Linked DNA regions of Zea mays: region 1 is linked to region 2. Evidence: chromatin contacts called from public Hi-C data. All regions are on one chromosome and are shown on one strand. The core of a region is the stretch at or near the end of the contact, and the rest is flanking DNA. Distances in the headings are between cores, read along the strand shown.

What was found. Hi-C and Micro-C count contacts between places; a contact is called where the count stands out from the background.
Region 1: a contact with region 2 is called in a Hi-C map of tassel, with 2.2 times the contacts expected there. The contact joins the promoter of LOC100280278 here to the enhancer-like site in region 2. A contact is called at or near these places in 2 of 25 Hi-C or Micro-C datasets (ear and tassel).

Annotation. Positions count from the first base shown.
Region 1 is chr7:185,035,294-185,042,146 of Zm-B73-REFERENCE-NAM-5.0, reverse strand. LOC100280278 reads left to right here and starts at 3,741. Exons shown (of 4, transcript NM_001367925.1): 1 at 3,741-4,702; 2 at 4,816-5,027; 3 at 5,773-5,996; 4 at 6,560-6,853. The coding sequence starts at 3,967.
Region 2 is chr7:184,723,624-184,731,010 of Zm-B73-REFERENCE-NAM-5.0, reverse strand. LOC103633625 (beta-galactosidase 12) reads left to right here. Exons shown (of 19, transcript XM_008655348.3): 8 at 3,677-3,782; 9 at 3,880-3,964; 10 at 4,071-4,189; 11 at 4,292-4,459; 12 at 4,541-4,722; 13 at 4,830-4,939; 14 at 5,045-5,154; 15 at 5,390-5,497; 16 at 5,600-5,701; 17 at 5,813-5,958; 18 at 6,048-6,393; 19 at 6,522-6,983. The coding sequence ends at 6,653. Among protein-coding and RNA genes, the nearest start is that of LOC103633625, 5.6 kb to the left of the region's middle. Within about 2 kb of position 2,855, at least 20 of the 20 cell types and tissues checked have an H3K27ac peak or open chromatin away from gene starts, as enhancers often do. A contact at or near this core is called in ear and tassel, where this site is marked.

The DNA.
Region 1 (6,853 bases), core at 2,492-4,991, 310 kb before region 2:
AAAAATGACTTAAAAACTTAGCATCCCTATCAGAAACAATAGTATTTGGCACACCATGCAAACACACAATCTCAGTGAAGAACAAATCAGCAATATGTGAAGCATTATCAGTTTTATGACAGGGTATAAAATGTGCCATCTTTGAAAAACGATCGACAATGACAAAAACACTATCACTCCCCCTTTTTGTTCTAGGCAATCCCAAAACAAAATCCATAGAAATATCCTCCCAAGGTGCACGAGGAACAGGAAGAGGCAAATAAAGACCATGGGGGTTAAGTCGGGACTTAGCTTTGTTGCACGTGGTGCAACGAGAGACGTAGCGCTCAACATCACACCGCATCCGAGGCCAATAGAAATGAGTAAACAACACATCCTTGGTCTTTTTAACACCAAAATGTCCCATCAAGCCACCTCCATGTGCTTCCTGCAAGAGTAGAAGACGAACGGAGCTAGCTGGAACACACAACTTGTTAGCACGGTAGAGAAGGCCTTCACGCAGCATAAATCTTTGCCACGTTCTTCCCTCTCTGCAATTTTCAAAAGCATCTTTGAAGTCCAAATCAGCAGCATATAATTCCTTTATAGTCTCCAAACCAAATATTTTATGATTAAGTTGGGACAACATAGTATAACGTCTAGATAAAGCATCAGCAATTACATTATCCTTTCCTTTTTTTATGCTTAATAATGTAAGGAAATGATTCTATGAATTCAATCCATTTAGCATGTCGTTTGTTTAGATTAGATTGTCTCTTAAGATACTTCAAAGATTCATGATCCGAATGTATGACAAACTCTTTAGACCATAGATAATGTTGCCAAGTTTGTAAAACTCGTACTAAAGCATATAATTCTTTGTCATATGTAGAATAATTCAGAGTTGGACCATGCAATTTTTCACTAAAGAAAGCAACAGGTTTACCTCCTTGAATGAGCACTGCTCCAATCCCAATGCCGCTCGCATCACACTCGAGCTCGAATGTCTTGTCAAAATCAGGAAGTTGCAGCAGTGGTGCTTGTGTGAGCTTAAACTTGAGGGCATCAAAAGCTTGTTGTTGTGATGGTCCCCAACGAAACGGCACTCCATTCTTTGTCAACTTGTGGAGAGGTGCTGCAATGGTGCTGAAATCCCGCACAAATCGCCTGTAGAATCCTGCAAGACCAAGAAAACTTCAAACCTGGTGACTTGGTGTGGGTTCATTTGAGAAAGGATAGGTTTCCTGATTTGAGAAAGTCTTAACTTATGCCACGAGCTGCAAGTCCTTATAAAGTTCTTGCAAAAATTAATGATAATACATATACACTTGAGTTACCGCCAGATTTTGGGGTTAGTCCCACCTTTAACATTTCAGATTTGAAGCCATGTATGGGTGACGAAGATGAGACCGAGTCGAGGACGACTCCAATTCAAGAGGAGGAGGATGATGAGGACATCACTTCTATACATACAATGAATGGACCGATAACACGATCACGTGCACGACAGCTAAATCTCCAGGTATGTTCTACCCTAGTCAATTGTGTTTCAGAGCTTACGCTTGGGGCCATGGATGTTTTGATGATTAGGAACCTTGGAGAGGACCAGCAAGGACTTGGGAAAGGCCTAGGTGTTGAGGAGGAGGAGCAAGGGCGCCCACAACAGGAAGGAGATCAAGTCCGACTCGGCTGTGGCTCCATCTCGGGTTCCAGGACCAGTCTGCACTAAAATGGACGCCCAAGATGCATCCGGTCTCCGATTGCGACGGACTTGATATGGTTGGAAAGTTAAGGAGATTATCTAACCAACCCAACTAGTTCCACCCTAAAATTCGTCCGGAGTCAACAGAAATCGTCGAAACAAGTCAGCGTTCAGATTCTGTTTTGGTGCTGCGACACCGTCTGTTGGGTCGTTGGGCCGTGTATCGCGTCGGAGCCCATTAGGGGCGAGTCCAGGGGTCACGCACGCCCTAATACTCTATTTATTAAGCAGTTGCCGCCATGTTAGGTTTGGGTTTTGCTTAGATCAATTCTGTCATCGAACAGTGTCGCCGTCATCGGCTTGTGAGATCCCATCCCGTAATCAATACAATTTTGGTTGCGTTTCTTTCCTGTTCTTGCTTGTGTTCTTGATTGCGCTTGCAGGGATAAGCCTTCGTGGTGAGGTCATTCGTGTGTCATGGGTGATAACCAACGGAGCCGTGGTGTAGTGATTGCGAGGAACCGTTCGCTCGGAGCCTTGGATCATCAACGTCGAGATCTCCACTCAATCAAATTATCGTATCTCACGGAAGATCAGGCCGCGTCTACTATCAGGTACTTTATGAACTTGATATTGGATAGCTCAAAACATCTAAGTTTGGTTTGAGATAGAATTCGAGACAGCTTCTTCGTGTTGTGTAGTGTAGAGGTTTCACTTTATATGTGGAAGTTCCACGAAGCGAAAGTTTAGGAAATAGTCCGTCCGCCCGAACTTTGAAGCCTCAAACCTAAACTAAAAATCAGCAACGCATCATCCCAGGTTAAAATCACAATGGTGGCAAGGACTAGGTTGTACCCAGTTGGTTCGTTCGCTAGGTGTGCGAGCGATCAGATATGGGTTCGATCCCTAGGATTGCCCCATTTCAGGTTTTTCCTTGGTAGGGTTTTACACACGCGTTCGTGTTCAGTGGTACCACGTATTTGCACGCACTAGAGGTCTAGATCTCTCATTGTCTACTATATTAAAACAACAATTTTTTTAGTTTTCCACCGTCGTCTCTTTCATAAAAAAGTACATATACTTCTTTCTAATCTAATTCGTGGTCTAAACATCATCCTTTCATGCTATATGCAAAAATAAGATAAAATTATGTACAATTGAAGGTTCAAACTTTGGTTGTTGGTTCCACATTTACAACCACCTAACCAATAGAACATATAATTTTGTGTTCTATTAAAATAAAAGCACATGGTATATATAGAAACACGAGCGTGTGGTGTGATATATGTAGTGGTGTGAGTTATTTTTTGAGAGATCAGGAGGGGGGAAACCCTACTGGAAATTTTATTATTACTGGAAAATTACAGTTTATATCATACAGTGAGCCAAATTACACAAGGGAGGGGCTAATTAAGATTGTCCTTGCTGAAGCCAGTTAGGAATGGAGGAATCGAATCTTCCCCGTACTCTATGGATGAGTGGTGTGAGTTATTGATGTGCTTGTACCCTATAAAAAAAATCACAGCGGTGGCGGTCAATCATCAAAAGCCGTAGTCAGTCACCGGAGTGCTGCCAATCGCGATCAGGGCTGAAATACACTGCCAGCCTCTTCCAACAGACCACCACACCTCGTCCCTTTCGACTGCTTTCTGCTAAAAGACGTGTGCGGTGGCTTAAAAAAAAGCCCCAGAAGCCCAGAACGCCACTGCGGCCCACCAAAAAAAAAAGCCCCGGCCTCGCTCCAAGCCCGCCGTCCCAGGAGGTGGATCGGCCGCTCCACTCCACAATCCACACGAAACCGCCCCCGGCCGCACGAGCACGACCGAAACCCCAGCGCGGCGCGACCGTTGGAGCCGCAGATTTTCCCACGCTGCCCCTTCTCTGACCGACGGGTGCGTGCAAAGGCAGGGGTAGTTCAGGGATTTGGGGGAGCCTGAGAAAGACCAAGGTCGCGCACACTGCCCGAAACCTCATGCCTCGCTGTTGGTGGACCGGACCGTTACTGCACACCTGTTTGTCACAGGCAACACGCGTCTCCGTCCTCCCACCTCACTCTAGCCTTCTCCCCCAGCAGCAAAAATGGTAAAAGGTGCGAAGACTGCGTGACATGTGAAGAAGAGGGCAGAGAGAGTGCTCCAGCATTAGCCTTTGCTCTCGTCTGCTCGCTCAACGGCTACTTCCTGCGTCGCCGTGGTGCTGGGTTTGGGAGACTGGGGGAGGCGGATTGTAGGAAGAGCTGGTGTGTGGTGCGGTGGTCACCAAAGAGCGCCGGAACCGGAGCGGCGATGGGCTGCTGCCAGTCGCGGCTGGAGCGGCTGGAGGCGGTGTCGCGGTGCAAGGCTCGCCGGCGGTACACCAAGCACCTGGTGCAGGCTCGGCGGGACATGGCTGCGGCGCACGCGCTCTACCTGCGCGCGCTCCGGGCCACCGGCGCCTCGCTTCTACACTTCGCCAGCGCCGAGGCCGACCACCCGCACCCCCATTCCTCCGCGGCCCACCACGAGCCGCCGCCGTCCCCACCGCCGCCGCCTCCCCCGCCGCCGTTTAGCCCCTCCACGACAGCCAGGTCCTGGACGACCAATTCCTCCTCGATCTCCGCGTCCGCGATCTTGCCCCCTCCCCCGCCGCCGCCACTGCCGCCACTGCCGTCCAGCTGGGACTTCTGGGACCCCTTCGCGCCCTCCTCCTCCCGCTCCGCTGCCGACGACGCCGACTGGGACGACGCCGCCACCACCGTCGTCGACGCACCCATCGCCGCGCCGCCGCCCGTGGTCACGGCCGCTGCGGCGGTGGCCGCGCCCCCTTCCATCGTCACCGCCACCACCACCTCCACCACTCCCAGCGAGCTCACCGTCGTTGCGGTACCCCGCGGCGGCGCCGGGAAGAAGGACCTCGCGGAGATCGCCACCGAGCTTGATGAGTACTTCCTCAAGGCAGCCGACGCCGGCGCCCGCGTTGCTGCACTACTCGAGGCTCCCGTTTGCGAGCCCCCCGAGCCCACCACCAACAGCAGCCTACCAGGCATGCCTTTTCTTCGACAAATCAGTTAACTATTCAATAGATTGTTTGTTCTTGACTACATTTCGCTTATCGCCGACGAATCCTTTTTTTTTCTTCCTTTACTTCTGCTGCAGGGAAGGTACTTAGTTACAGCAAGAGCTTGAAGCCCATGGGATGGGCATGGGGCGGCGGAGGGTATGGGAAAGGTAACGATGGGTTCACAAGGTTCGGGAGAGGAGACGGTGGAATGCCCATGGGCAATGGCGGAGGCGGTGGAATGCTCAGTCATTCATCCACCGTGGAGAAGCTCTACGCATGGGAGAAGAAGCTGTTTCTTGAGGTCAAGGTAAGAGTAGTTCCTTCTTTGCTCTTTAACTTTAGTAGTCACAGTGGATTTACCTTTTTCTTTTTCATTTAGTATTAGCATGAACATACGGGATGATCGAAACATACTGCCTGACTCTTCATATCTAAAGGAATGTGAGTGTGTGACTGCGTGAGTGAGTGAGTGGCAATGTGCTTTTGAGAGGTCCTTTTGTTGTGTTGGTTTGTTCACCTATGGTCTGTGATGGGGAATGCTGCTAACAATGATTCAGCTGTGGTGGCAATTGATTTTGCTGAAGAAACAAGAAAGGTAGTGGACACAAGGACGTGGGCGTGCTTGCATTGTCGGTATTTTATTTCTCTCCCCTGTCAGGAGCTTCTTCAAAGACGAAACACAGCATGCTTTTGGTTTCTTCCAAGTAAAAAAAAAATCAGTAGATCAGCTTCATGGTTTATTTTAACCTTACTGTACAAACATGTTAGGCTGGATCTGAACGGGGCTGTGAAGATTTGGTTTCATGTTCAACCGTATTTTGTTGATAACCATTTTGCTATCCAGAATACTTGCTAAGATGGGTTCTGAATTCTGATGGCCTATTTTCTTTGCCATGATGAAGATAGATTTTTTGTACTACTCCGATCACATATTCACATCTGTTAAGCAATCATGTTATTGCAGCTTTATATACAACTTTAAAGATAGCATCTTTGTGTGCCTTTTGATAAGATTATGACTCTCTTTTTTTTTCCTTTTTAACTGCAAACAGAGTTACGAGGGGTATAAGCAGGAGCATGATAAGAAGGTCAGTCTGTTGAGGAAGCAAGAGGTGAAGGGTGTGGATTACTTGAAGATGGAGAAGAACAAGATGGAGATTGAGAGCCTGGAGTCCAAGATGCTGGTTGCCAACCAGTCCATCGAGACCACCACTTCTGAGATAATCAGGCTCAGAGAATCCGAGCTATTTCCCCAGCTTCTTGAGCTGATTGCTGGGTTAGTACAATCTCCTTTCATCATCCATCCTGACTGCATCTAGTAGTAGTAGTAATATTCTAGGGTGCTTCACATGTTAGCTACTTCCACTTGTACCTGTCGTTTTGCATTGCATATGAGCATGGGAGTAAGGTGGGACATATGGTCCATGGTTTGCGACCTTCTACCCATGCTCAAGTGTAAGCTACTGCCTCACATCTTATTGCCGTTTTTCTTTTTGGCTTTGTAAAAGTAACTTTGTCACTATGCAAGGTACCTTCTATTAATTTGAACAAACCTTAAAGTATTTATGAGCTAGTGGAGTCCTGGAATTTTGACTGTTCTGACTGAATCTTCTGACCGTTGATCTCAGGCTGTCAGGCACCATTACCTGATCAGCATGGGCATCAGAGAACCTTAAAAGGGGGCGTCCATTGTTTGCAACTAGAGTAGTTCTATGCTCCAACTAGCCTCCCAATAAATATCAGCAAACCTTTTGTTGAACTCAGGCTGTAGCTCCCCTTTCTTGAGAAGTTTGGTTTTGCCATCATTGTCATGCGTGCTTGTTTTTTTGTGAAGTGCAGCTTGATGAGCATGTGGAGGGGTATGTACGAGTGCCATCAAGTTCAGACCCACATCGTGCAGCAGCTGGAGTACCTGAACAATGCTCGGAATACCAATCCGACTTCCAATGTCCACCGGCAAGCAGCTCTTCAGCTCGAGATAGAGGTTGACAGGTGGTATTCAGCCTTCTGTAGTCTGGTGAAATCCCAGAGAGACTACGTCTACTCATTGACCGGCTGGCTTCGTCTATCGCTGTTCTGCCACCACGACCCACTGACTAAAGCTCAGAACTCAGATATCTATGGCTTGTGTGA
Region 2 (7,387 bases), core at 1,606-4,105:
TTTGGAAGGTACACAATAGGAAGAATTGAGTGAGATGAAATATATAGCGTTAAGAGCAACTCCAACAGTCTAGATATAATCCTAGGTAAATTTAGAGTTTTATGGGGATTCTAAAAAATAGACAACCTCTTAAACGATGGGATAAACTAACAAACTCTCTAAATCTTATCTATCCATGTTGCGAAAGAGCCTCTAGCATAGTAGTTAAGGACTTACGAGTAGCACCTCCAAGTCCTGGGTTCAATTCTCCTCGGGAGCGAATCTTCAGGCTTGGTTAAAAAAAATCCCCTCGCTGTGCCCCATCCGCTCTTGGGTTACGATGTCCTGTGCGTCACCTTCCGGTTGGGCCATTGCAGAGTGGACAGTTGACGCCAACCCGTTAGTGATGGGGGGCCAGGGTTCGGAGATTTTCTCGGCAGGGATCATGTTTCGGTTTCTTCTTAATATAATGCCGGGAGGGCGGTCTTTCCCTCCATGGCCGAGTTTTTTTATCTATCCATATTCAAATCACCTGACAATCTCTTCGGGGGTTGTTGTTTGCCTATTTTGGGCCTTCCTCTTTATCAATATAATCGGAAGCTCTCCTGTCTGGTTCGTTTCAAAAAAAATATATCACCTGACAACCGGTCGTCACCGCCTCGACCTCAAGACTGGTCGACATTGCCGTGTAGACCGAGCCACACATGTTGCCTCCTCGTTGCTTCTCATGGCTTCACCCTTCTCATTCAAAATGAAATCGTACTCATCTACGTTAGCGAGTAGGTGAAGGAGGAATAGCAGGGAGGTGCAATCAAGTCAGCCCTATGGAAGCCACGCTCCTCTTCTCTGCCGACTGCACGACTAGTACCAGCGGGTGGCTGGCGGGCTGTGATCTCGACTACCTACGGGCCCACACACGGCTTCCTCTGGTCCCTCCAAGCGGCCAAGGACCAACGCACATAGGACGAGGACAATAGGGCGTGGGGGCGACACGAGGACAACGAGTTCGACATGACGCGAGAGCGAAGCGGGGCGCGAGGGAGGGAAGGCGCACGACACACACGTCAGGAGGGAGATGGCAAGCTGGGCGGACTCGGCAAAGATGCCTAGCGGCTTAGACGGGATGACGAGCGGGATAGAGAAGCGAGCAAGATGAAGAGTCCGTTGGATTGAGTTTTGGCTATCATTTTTCTATTTTTATCAATACTAATTGATTTAGCTATGCTTTTGGACTTCTCTGATGCTCTAATGAATTTATGAGCTATGGCCATTCCAAGAACCATGTTGCACATTCATATGTGTAGTTACCTTACATTAGGGACACAAGCTCCACTTGTTTTTGGGTCATTGGGTACACCCAAAACTTTTATAAGATAAAGTAAAATGTTTGCCACATACTTAATTTAGGGGAGGGGGGGGGGGGGGTAGCTGACTTAGAAAACACAGTTGGGTGCCCACTTGCATATATCGATTCTTGCAGCATTTTAACCTTCAAAACCATTCTCCTTATCCCCTTTAAGAAGTGGAATTTGTATTTTATATACATATCAGAGGTTCCACCTGCCTGTTTGACTGAGTGAACATGTTCATACCTGCATATTGTATAGAATATAAAAAGATAGAGTTGAATAGTAAAACATACATATCATCAATTAGCAGATGGACCCATAAATACAATGAAGCAATCTGGCTGTGGCTGCTAGCCAACTAAACCTAAACCAGTAACTCGGAAACTAAGGGTCAACTGTGCTATAGAATATTAGTTATTTCGAGCAAGATTTACTAAAATAGTATATTCATTTTATTAATATCGATAAAAGTTGTTCTTAACTAAAACCTGCATTCAAAACTAGGATCAAGTGCTTTTAAAGGACCACTGATATGCCAAACAATGCTTATAGCAAAAAGCATTTTTTCATTCTATAAACAATTTTTTGAACGTAATGGCAGGAGCTCTGCTTTTTAATTAAGAAGAAGAATAAAATTGATCCAGTTTTAAGGAAAACCGGGCCCAAAATCTACACAGAATGCACAAACAACTCAGATAACAGATGCAACACACATAAAGCCCATCCAGAGCCATTGTTGTCGAGCTCAAACACAAGTGACGAGCAGCTCCGACTCTCCCAAACCGACCACATATGGACAAAGGAACTCGACGACGTTTACATCCAAACACCGGTACAGAAGGAGGAAGCCCTCGGTGCATCGTCGTTGCCAAGTCTCACACACCCCACGTGAGGCAGCTTCAATTCTTCACCAACAAGCTAGCTCCTCCGCCTCGTCCCCGACAATTTCCCAATCGCCGAACCAAAATCCAGTCCACGAAGAAGGGGAGGTTTCGCCTGCTGTCATCGTTGCCAAGCCACATCCCCTAACACAACAGTTTCAACTTTATGAAGCAAAATCTCACCTCCACTCGCATACCAGACACCAAGAAGCGAGGCGACGCCGTGGTCGAGACAAACATCAATAACGATGCCTTCACGAAGGGAGTAACGTCTAGGACACCACCATCGCTTGTCCGAGAAGAACCGAACTTTCGCTCAGAAGACACCCTCAACAAGGGAAGCGTCACTATCGCTAAAGCTTTCGCCCAAGATGTCCCCGCCACATCGTCAGGCTACGACCCCAGGAAAAAGCATGCAGCCTCTATCGTCGTCGCTGCCGCCCAGACATCCCGCATACACCCTTACACAGAGGGGGAAGCGACACGTCGACTGCCGCAGCAGCCGCATAGCTGCATCGTCCGCCACCCCTTCGGCTAGGAACACGGGACGCGACAACACCTTGTCGCGTGCATCACCCTGTCACGCGAGAACCGATGCCGGGCCGGGCCCTGGCACCCGCAGTCACCAAAGCCAGCTGGCACTGGACACTCAACCGTCGTCGCCACCTCGGAACGCCAGCCCGGGCCATCACGAGCCACCTCCCATGTGCACAGACCATAACCGGCAGCCCAACACCGCATCGACAGCACGCGCGCAGCCACTGCCAAGCGCAGTTGTCTCTGATGTCTGGTCACGCCTGACGACGCCGCTATCACGCGCCACCCTCCTGCCGACGAACGCGGCCTCCTCCTCATTGCTGAGCGCAGCCCCTCACTTCTCTCCTGGCTGCGCCACCATGATGCCGCCACGGAATGCGCAGAGCCGCCGAAGAGAGCAGAGTCCCAGCGAGAAACGCAGGAGCTCTTCCTTCCACCTCTGGCGAACCTCCAAGGAAACTCGACGCCCAGACCTGCTCGCGCACAGGGAGCATCTTTGCTCCGGCGGCTGCTCGCCGGCCTCCCTGTCTCCTCCCCAGTTCTTCCTCTCACAGCCGTGCAGCGCCCTCTTCTCTACAGTGGCCGCTGCTCCTCTCTGAAGCTATGCGCAGGAGCTCTCCAGGACGCCGCGCCTCCTCCCTGCTACACGCCCCGGTCGACGACGAACTTCCCGTGGTCTGGGAGGCCGCGCCCGCCCAGATCCGCCGGAAGGAGCGAAAGGAGCCCCGCCGCCGCTGTCATCACAGGCCGCACGGGCTTCCGGTGGCCTGCTCAGGCGGCGGCTAGGGTTTTGAGGGGCGCTCGGGTCGCCCAGCGCGGGGACGACCGAGCGCCGTCTGCTTCAAACATTTGGAGCTCATCCCCTCGAAATACAGAAGGTGCATCCACAAAGGATTAATCTCTTCGTCTAATTTTCTTGGGCATACACAGATTCAGAGCATATGGCGATCAAGTAGCTATGCGTTCAGCTGAGGACATTGCATATGCTGTGTTACGGTTTTTTGCAAAGGGTGGGTCATTGGTTAACTACTACATGGTATGGATTTACTTTTTGTTCCTGTAATGAATATGTTAATAAACATTTGCAAGGGAAATGTGGAGATTTATGGTATTTCACTTTAACTTGTCAACAGTATCACGGAGGAACAAATTTTGGAAGGACTGGGGCTTCTTATGTGCTGACTGGGTACTATGATGAAGCTCCCATGGATGAATATGGTCAGACCGATTCAGTTGACCATTATATTTCTGTATTATTTTTATCTTCATCATGTAGTTCCTCTTGACATAAGGAGCACCTCATGTAGTCCATGATTTTTCATAGGTATGTACAAGGAGCCCAAATTTGGGCATCTCAGGGACTTGCACAATGTAATAAGGTCATATCAGAAAGCATTCCTCTTGGGGAAGCATTCGTCTGAGATATTGGGTCATGGGTATGAGGTTGGGAGCAACTTCTTCAATCATTTTGGTTCCTGGAAACTTGTGTTCTCTGACCTACAAATCAATCTTCTTTGGTGTTGTGATTAATTTTCTATGTTGCAGGCACACATCTTTGAGTTGCCTGAAGAAAATCTTTGCCTCTCTTTCCTTTCCAACAATAACACGGGCGAAGATGGAACAGTAATCTTCCGAGGGGAGAAGCACTACGTGCCTAGCCGTTCAGTCTCCATTCTTGCAGGGTGCAAGAACGTGGTTTACAATACCAAGAGGGTGTGTTTGTTTGCACTTAACCACAACTGAATTAGGAACATAGGCATTGGGCCCTAATTTGTATTTTGTTTGTTATGGCAGGTGTTTGTACAACACAATGAAAGGTCATACCATACCTCAGAGGTAACAAGCAAGAATAACCAATGGGAGATGTACTCAGAAAAAATCCCGAAGTACCGTGATACTAAAGTCAGGATGAAGGAACCCCTGGAGCAATTTAACCAAACCAAGGACGCTAGTGATTACTTATGGTACACCACAAGGTATCACTCTTATCTGTCACACCTTACGGTTTCAGCTCAATGTTACTCTTTATCTTTCTCAATCAAAAAATTCATTTTACTATATTTTTATTTGTTACCATCTTCAGCTTTCGCTTGGAGTCAGACGATTTGCCTTTTAGAAATGACATCCGGCCTGTGCTTCAGGTCAAAAGTAGTGCACACTCAATGATGGGATTTGCCAATGATGCTTTCGTAGGTAACTTGGACCAACTCTGTAACAATCTTATTCTTCCAAAGGCACTCGCTTGTTGCAAGAATGCCAGCAAAACTACTGTACAAATCAAAATCTTTCTCCATGTAGGATGCGCACGCGGAAGCAAGCAGGTGAAGGGTTTCATGTTTGAAAAACCCGTTGATCTGAAAGTAGGTGTGAACCATGTTGTATTGTTGTCGTCAACTATGGGAATGAAGGTAAAAATTCGTCGGAACTGTGGAATGTGTTTGGAATGTAAGATGACTGATTATACTGTCCTAGCCGATATCCAGGCGAAAAAAATATGGCTGTATTGACGCAAGCTACAAACACTTTATTTTGGAAAGGTGGACATATATAAATATCATAAATAGAAGGGTGGCCCATGCGCTCTGCTAATGCAATAATCCTTCCCATCAGCTCTAAATTTGCATGTTTCACTATCTTCTGCAGGACAGTGGTGGTGAACTTGCTGAAGTAAAGAGTGGCATTCAGGAGTGCCTAATCCAGGGTCTGAACACTGGGACGTTGGATTTACAAGTCAATGGCTGGGGCCATAAGGTAAGGCTGTTGTCTTTAACCCCAAAAGGAAAAACTCATTTCCTTGGAAGCACCAATGTCATCTTGCGGGACTTGATCACCTCTACGCTTCGTTTCCAATAGGCTGCACTGGAAGGTGAGGACAAGGAGATCTACTCAGAAAAAGGTGTGGGCAAAGTTCAGTGGAAACCTGCCGAGAACGGCCGGGCAGCCACTTGGTATAAGGTAAGTTGAACCAGGAATACGAGCACTATAGGTTTTGGAAACATCAAACATCCATTTCAATTTTGGTTGCAACCCTGGCCCTTGGTGTCACTATGTTCACTGCCATGCTAGAGATACTTCGATGAGCCAGATGGAGATGATCCCGTTGTACTTGACATGAGCTCAATGGACAAAGGAATGATTTTTGTGAATGGTGAAGGCGTGGGTAGATACTGGGTCTCATACCGAACTCTTGCTGGAACTCCTTCTCAAGCACTGTAAGTTTGTGGAGTTAACCTTATTGAGGCAGGTATACAAGCTTGACAACAAAATGTCATTTCATTTGTCTCTTCCGCTCTGCCTTCAGATACCATATTCCGCGTCCTTTCTTGAAATCCAAGGACAACCTTTTGGTTGTCTTCGAGGAGGAGATGGGCAAGCCGGATGGCATCCTCGTGCAGACGGTGACGAGAGACGACATATGTCTGTTCATCTCGGAGCACAACCCGGGACAGATAAAGACGTGGGATACGGATGGTGACAAAATCAAACTCATTGCAGAGGATCACAGCAGGCGGGGCACCTTGATGTGCCCCCCTGAGAAGACAATCCAAGAAGTCGTCTTTGCCAGCTTCGGCAACCCAGAGGGCATGTGCGGCAACTTCACTGTAGGCACTTGCCACACTCCCAATGCAAAGCAGATCGTTGAGAAGGTACACGCTTCTTCGTGATGATGCGTGTTACCATCTGTGATGTTTGTTGAACTACTTTATCGCACCCGTGGTCACAAATCACATTTTCGCCTCCTGATTGATACTGACTTGTGGAACGGAATGGACAGGAATGCCTCGGCAAGCCATCCTGCATGCTGCCGGTGGATCACACGGTGTACGGCGCGGACATCAACTGCCAATCAACGACTGCTACACTGGGGGTGCAGGTGAGATGCGGAGGCGGCAAGAAGGGTGCCTGAGAATAACAAGATGGATGCTGCTAATTAATGGACGTTTCAGCTTGTTTGTTTGTTCATCCCTTCGGTTTGGCACTGATGCTTACATTGTTCTGACATTGCAATTGAAATGTGATTGGAACATTCTTGATCGGGAACTAACATGAAATGAGTGGAGGGTAGATGCTGATCAGACCAAAGATGTGTATTTCCCCCCTCTTTCCTTCTGTCTCGTGTTGTTTCATGTAACCATCACAATATATATAGATGTTGAATAATCATGACCAGTAGTATAGATCTTAGAGCATCCCTAACTTTTGAATAAAAGACTCTTGGAGATTGGAGCTGGACTAACTGATTGCTTCTTGCAACATGTATATGAACATTTCATTAAAAAACGAGCGATGAGCAAAACAATATACCCTACTAATTAAGATGTTGCAAATGAGTTTAATCCTACAGCTTTGATACTGCAAATATTGTGCATGATGTCCCTCGTTCGTTATGTACAGAGAGTAGGTCAAATTTCAATTTATTATTGATTAATGCATAAAACAATGAATGAAGACATCTTATTTGTATCAGACTATCAGTGCTTTGTGAATCATTTCCTCTTTAAATGGATAAACAGTTTTGCGGCTGTGAAATAAGTTAGTCAGTTTGTTAGGATTCATGTGTAGTTAATAAGCCCTACTTCCTAAGCATTTCCTAGATAACTGTGTTAGTTAATTACAGTTTTTAAAGACCTTGGGCAGCCC